Linked DNA regions of Rattus norvegicus: region 2 is linked to region 1. A link is a contact called in public Hi-C data. All regions are on one chromosome and are shown on one strand. The core of a region is the stretch at or near the end of the contact, and the rest is flanking DNA. Distances in the headings are between cores, read along the strand shown.

Region 1 (3,115 bases), core at 230-2,729:
AGAGTAAAGGATGAACGTAAGCTACTACATGGGTGCTGAGAACCAAACCTAGGTCTTCCGCAAGAGCAACTGGTGCCCTGAACTGTTGAGCCATCTCTCCCGTCCCAGTAGAAATTTTTAGAACATTACATTTTAGGACTGAAATTGCAAAACGTGGGAGGTTGATGCAGGGAGATCAGAAGTTCAAGGCCAGTTCAGGCTCCTTGAGAGTCTCTCAGAAAATAATGACACACACACACACACACCACATATACGCAGAACACAGACACACAACACACACACACACCACATATACGCAGAACACAGACACACACCACACACACACCACATATACGCAGAACACAGACACACACCACACACACAACATACACACACATACACACACCACATATACACACCACACACACACACCACACACACACATACACACACCACACATACACACACCACACATACACACACCACACACACACACACCACATATACACACAACACACACACACAAAACACACACACACACACACACACACACACACACACACACACACACCGGGAAAGTCAGAGACAGAGACAGACAGAAAGGCAAAGGCAAAGTGAGACAGAGAGACAGAGACAGACAGAGATAAACAGAGAGATAGCAATTGCAGAGTATATAAAATCTGGAACTCTGTTTTTATGTTTGGCAAGACAACTTTCTCTGTTTTCTCTGCCACCTAAGGAATTCCAAAACATAACCACTTTCTGGATTCGTTGGCATATGTCTATAATCCCAGCCCTCCAGTGGCTGAGGCAGGAGGATCACAAGTTGCAGGCCTCCTGGACAGGGGGATCTTGATTCAAAATCAAAACCAGGGCCAACCTGAGGGTGCCCCAGGCAAAGGCACCTGCTCCTAAGCCTCATGACCCTGTTCTGGGAAAGCCACGTGGGGAAGAAGAGAACTGGCTCCCCCAAGTTATCCTCCACTCTCCACACAGTCATATAAAACGAATAAAAGATAAAAATGTGGGGCTGGGGATTTAGCTCAGTGGTAGAGCGCTTGCCTAGCAATCGCAAGGCCCTGGGTTCGGTCCCCAGCTCCGGGGCAAAAAAAAAAAAAAAGATAAAAATGTAAAGCAAAGGCCAGCGAGATGGCTCAGCACATAAAGGCACTTGCTGCTAAACTGAGAGCCCGAGTTCAATTCTGGGGACCTGCATGGTGGGAGGAGAGAACCAACTCCGGCAAGTTGTCTTCTGGCCTCCACACATGCTGTGACACACGGGCGACCCCCTCTGAACACAAAAGAAATAAAATGTAATTAAATAATTAAGAACAAAGCGAAAGCTTGGCCAGGTCTGTGAAATGGACGTCCTGGAAAGGTAAAGCAAGAGAGAATAAACACGAATTGGAGTTTCAGCATTCCTGTTACTGAGCGCTCAGCTATCTGCCTGCTACTCTCCCAAGCACCCTAGCGTTACAACACTGACTCGGAAGTCTAAGGTGAACAGGGCTAGAAGCCCCGCCTTCCCAGTGGCTTACTCCACATCTGTGGTTCCTGTGTTTTCCCTCCTCCTACCAGCCCCAATTTCCACTATGTGTCTCTTGAGTCATTATAAGGAATCAGAGGCGAAAGTATGTTAAGTGCTCTGTGCGGTGTTGGAACACAACAACAACAACAACAACAACAACAACAACAACAACAACAACACGAATAACGGTGATTGAGCTGTTGGAAAGTTGGCCCAATCCTCCTGCCTCTGTCCCTTCTGGGCGCCGACCTGCCTCCAGTTAGTGCAGCAACTGCTCTGGGTCCCTCAGCCTGTAGCGCAGCTCGGGCGCGCGGGAGAGGTGGGGGAGTGAGGGTGGGGAGAGTAAGGAAGAGGGGGGAGGGGGCGGCGGGCTGCGAGCTGCTGGCCGCTAATGCAGTCGTCAGTTAATTAGAGGAAAAGGTTATGTCATTAACGGCGGGATCGATGCAAAGGGAATTAGGAAGCTCTGGCAGCAGCACCGCTGCACACTCGGCGCGGGCCAACTCAACGAAAATTCGATACGCATTAGTGCGCGCAGGATCAGCAGCGGCCCAGGGCGGGGAACCTGGGCCTGGGACCTGCGATATGGACCTGCCCTGCAGGGCCCTGGTGCGAAGACCCGGTCTTTCAGAGAGCTTGTGAGGCGTAGTCCCTGCCAGCCTTAGCTTTTCTGGTTCCAGCAATTCCTGAGCTGCTCGCCCCGCTGGCTCTGCTAGGATCCTCTGCAAGTTACAAGGCCCTGACTTCCCTAGACTAGATCAGACCACCTCATCCTCCCTCACAGCACTTGGTTCTTTGCAGCATTTACCTATGCCACTATATGGTCACCTGAGTTTAATTGCATGCCTTTCTACGCACCTCCCCCCTCCACCCAGACTGTTAACCACAGCAGAGTGAGAATTGTGTGTCTGTCTGTCTTGTTTATCTGCAAAGGGCCCGGAATGCAACGGGTGCTCAGTAAATATTTGCAGAAAGAGTGAATTTCCTTAGCAATCCAAAGACTAGGAAGGAGAATTAAGGCTGAAAGAAAGGAATTGACTTTCTCAAGATTGCCCTGATCTTCCAGATGCCCAGCCTCGTTGCTGGAACAGATCTGTTAATCTATTTGAATCTTGGAATCTTGGTTTTCCCAGCTAGAAATAGATGAACTATAGCCACCTTCATGTTAGCTACCAGGAATTGTGCTAACACTTTCTGTGCATCTGCCCATTGAATTAAAGACATTTATGGAGCTGGAACCCGACACTAGTTTTCCCTCACATCTGCAGCTCTCTTCAGGTTACTTTGTTACAGGAGTCCACCCTATCCCCTAATCCTGTCTCACCCCACATTTCCCAAGCTCCCTCCCATTCTGGCTGAGCTTGGGGTCCGGGTGGAGGGAATTGAGGGTGGGAGGGTGGTTAGTATAAGGCGATAAGTTTATGGTTTGGATTTGTCTCTCACAGGTCCACATTTCCCTTCCTTCCTTTCTTGATAACTTATTTTATGTTTATGAGTATGACTTATCGTCTGCATGTGTGTATGTGCACTGTGTGCATGACTGTTGGATCTCCTGGAACTAGAGTTTGGATGGTTTCGAGCCACCATGTAGGGCTAGGAATAAAACCA
Region 2 (2,877 bases), core at 226-2,725, 38 kb before region 1:
GCTGGCCCTCTGCCAGGCTGTGGAAGGTGGGGGTGCTGGCGGTGGAGGGTTAGGGGATGGACCCTCCTCTTGCACCATCCTTTGCTCTTGTCTTTCTTTCTCCACTCTGCTAATTTTTCCAAGTCAGTTTTTACTCTGGAAGCTGGTGGGAATCAGGCCCAGGCCGGATGATTTTCCATGTCCTCACAGGTGACAGGCTGCCACCTGGACATGGCAGTTTCTAACTAGTTTAATCCTGGTACAGTAACTTGCTCACAAACTCTCCTCATCTGACAGTGGTCAGGAAAAGTGGTGTCTTAAGGCACTCTCTTCAGTGACTAGAGGTGGGAGGAGGTAGGATTCGATGGGGCGGGGTGTGTTGGGGGCAGGGTCTCTAGTCCGGACTGCTTTAGCTTTGAACTTTCAGCAGCCCTAGCTCCTCCTCTGAGTATTGTGCTGGGCACTCACTCTACAAACTGCCACATCTTAGTTTTGGTCAGTACTTACTCTGTTTAGCTGGGATTGGGGGAAGAAGTTGCTAGAGTATTCGGAATACCTTTGGACTGCTCTCATAGGTCAAAGGGGCTTAATTCCAGAGTAGCGGAGTAGCATAATTTAGCAAAACTCCCAAGATCTGCCCTGGTTATGCTCCCTCAGTCATTTCACCAGTGTGGGGACCAGTTTTCAGAATCTTGATTTTAATAATCATAAAATCTTACCCTTAGAAATACTTAAGGACAAATGAGATAATAGATGTGCAAATTCACACACATACACACACAACCACACACAGACACAACCACACACATACAACTACACACACACACACAACCAAATGACACAATCACACACATACAACCACACACACATATAAGCATACACACATAAGAGCACACACCACACACACACACACACACACACACACACACACACATAACCACACATACACACTAGAAAACAAGATACTCTGGTGATAGTTCAAGGTTTTTTGGCTTGGTTTGGCTTTGGTTTGTTCACAGGTCTAGAACTCATTACGTAAGTCAGGCTAGGATCAGCTCACAGCAGTCTTCCTGATTTCACCTCCAGAGTACTGAGATTTCAGAAGTGAGCCACTACACCTGGTTGGTTCAAGTGTTGTTACAATATTTCATTTGTAGAGCTTATTGTTCCTGGATGGGCAGACGGGGTCAGAAAGAGGAGCTTTGTTTCTGACAGACACTTAGCAGCAGTACTGCCAGGGTTAATTGGCAGCTGACAGTAGGTAGGCAGACTCTAGTGTGCACACTGTTGACCCCAAGCGGCCCTAAAGTCTCATCCCACTCTGGGTCCCGGAGTAATAGCCGCCCGATGCTGCCGCGAGCGCTTCAGAGTTGGAGGGCGGTGCCCAGGACCCTAGTAGGAGACTAGTGGCGCCGCGAGGAGGGCGGGAGGCAGCGGTGGGAGGTGTCGGCCGAGGGAGCCCAGCTCGCCCGAGTCCGGTGTACCAAGGCAGGGGGCCGCGACGCCCAGCACAGGCAGAGCGCTGCCGGGTCCGCGGCGTCCAGACCCGCCATGGGGCTCTCCCGGAGCCCGCGACCGCCGCCGCTAGTGATCCTGCTACTGGTGCTGTCGCTGTGGCTACCCCTTGGAACAGGTAAGTGTCTCCCGTGCACTCGCTCGGCCAGAAACCCCTCGGGCTGTAGGGCAGGCAGGTGGTGAACACAGGCTGCTGCTGCTGAGAAAGCTACAGCTTTTGGTCGCGTTCCTCTGTCCCTGAGTCTCGGGAACTGAAGTAGGAAGCCCAGAGTGTTAGAAAGGGTCTGTTTTCCAAGACTATACAAGAGTGTGGACTCATGTAGGTAGAAAATTCTGGCCACCCAAGCGTCTCCTCGTCCCTGCTTCTACTTCTTCCCTCTTTTGAGGTGCATCTAAAGCAGTCATGGGACAACCTGCAACCAGGACACGACCGAGTCAGTACTCCGGGGAGGTGAGGAGAATCTGATCAGAGGCAGCCTCTGGCTCTTAAGTGGCCTTCAACTCTTCTATCCCGCTTAAGGGAAGCAGAAACTAGGTAGAGGTAAAGAAAGAATTTGCCACAGAATAGGCTTGGAAATTTCCTAACTTTGCTAATCTCACCACCTGGTTTTATTGTTGAGAAGTTTACTGCCAACCTGCTCTCTTCCTACACTGGGATGTGCTTTTTTAATTAATTTATTTGGAGACGGAGTTTCATTCAGTGGACCTATCCTGGAACTAGCTGTGTCTAAGAAGATGACCTTGGACGCCTGCTTTCTGCCTCCCAAGTGCTAGAATTACTGATGTGTGACGCCACACCCTCCTGGTTTATGCTGTGTGGGAATGGAACCAAAGGTGCTGTCGGGTTAACACACAACTGAGCTACAGCCCCAGTCTCACTGAGTACAGGGGTGGTTGTTGCTTGTTTACTTGTGGGGACTTCTCTCTTCTTTTCTTTCTTCCTTTGTTTCTTTCTTTATTCTTGTTGAAATCCATTTGTTTGATAATACTTTTTTAGAATTGAAAACAGATTCTTCTGTCACAATATACAAGCTGACCACAGTTTCCTCCCCTCTCAACTTCCCCCACCTTTTCTCTCCCCTGAATACACTCCCCCTCCATTTCCTTTCAGAAGAGAGCAGGCCTCCAAGAGAAAACAACCAAACATGACAAAGTATGATGCAATAAGGCCAGGCAAAAGCCTCATATTGAGGCCGAACAAGGCAACCCAACAGAGGAAAAGAGTCCCAAGAGCAGGCAAGAGTCAGAGACAGCCACTCCCACTGTCAGGGGTCCCACAGATTCAGTGTAAGGAGCTCCCATCAGGTCATATGGCTCCCCCAGCAAGGTGCCCAGTACAGTGCCTTCCCCAGAGCGTAAGTGATATACAGTACCAGTTTTTTT

What was found. A called contact is a pair of places that touch in the nucleus more often than the background predicts.
Region 2: a contact with region 1 is called in a Hi-C map of kidney, with 2.3 times the contacts expected there. The contact joins the promoter of Gfra3 here to the enhancer-like site in region 1. A contact is called at or near these places in 3 of 12 Hi-C or Micro-C datasets (hepatocytes, kidney and liver).

What each region holds. Positions count from the first base shown.
Region 1 is chr18:26,560,600-26,563,714 of GRCr8, reverse strand. No RefSeq gene overlaps it. Among named protein-coding and RNA genes, the nearest start is that of Cdc23, 29 kb to the right of the region's middle. Within about 2 kb of position 1,479, at least 14 of the 93 cell types and tissues checked have an H3K27ac peak or open chromatin away from gene starts, as enhancers often do. A contact at or near this core is called in hepatocytes, kidney and liver, where this site is marked.
Region 2 is chr18:26,598,823-26,601,699 of GRCr8, reverse strand. Gfra3 (GDNF family receptor alpha 3) reads left to right here and starts at 1,475. Exons shown (of 8, transcript NM_053398.1): 1 at 1,475-1,612. The coding sequence starts at 1,531.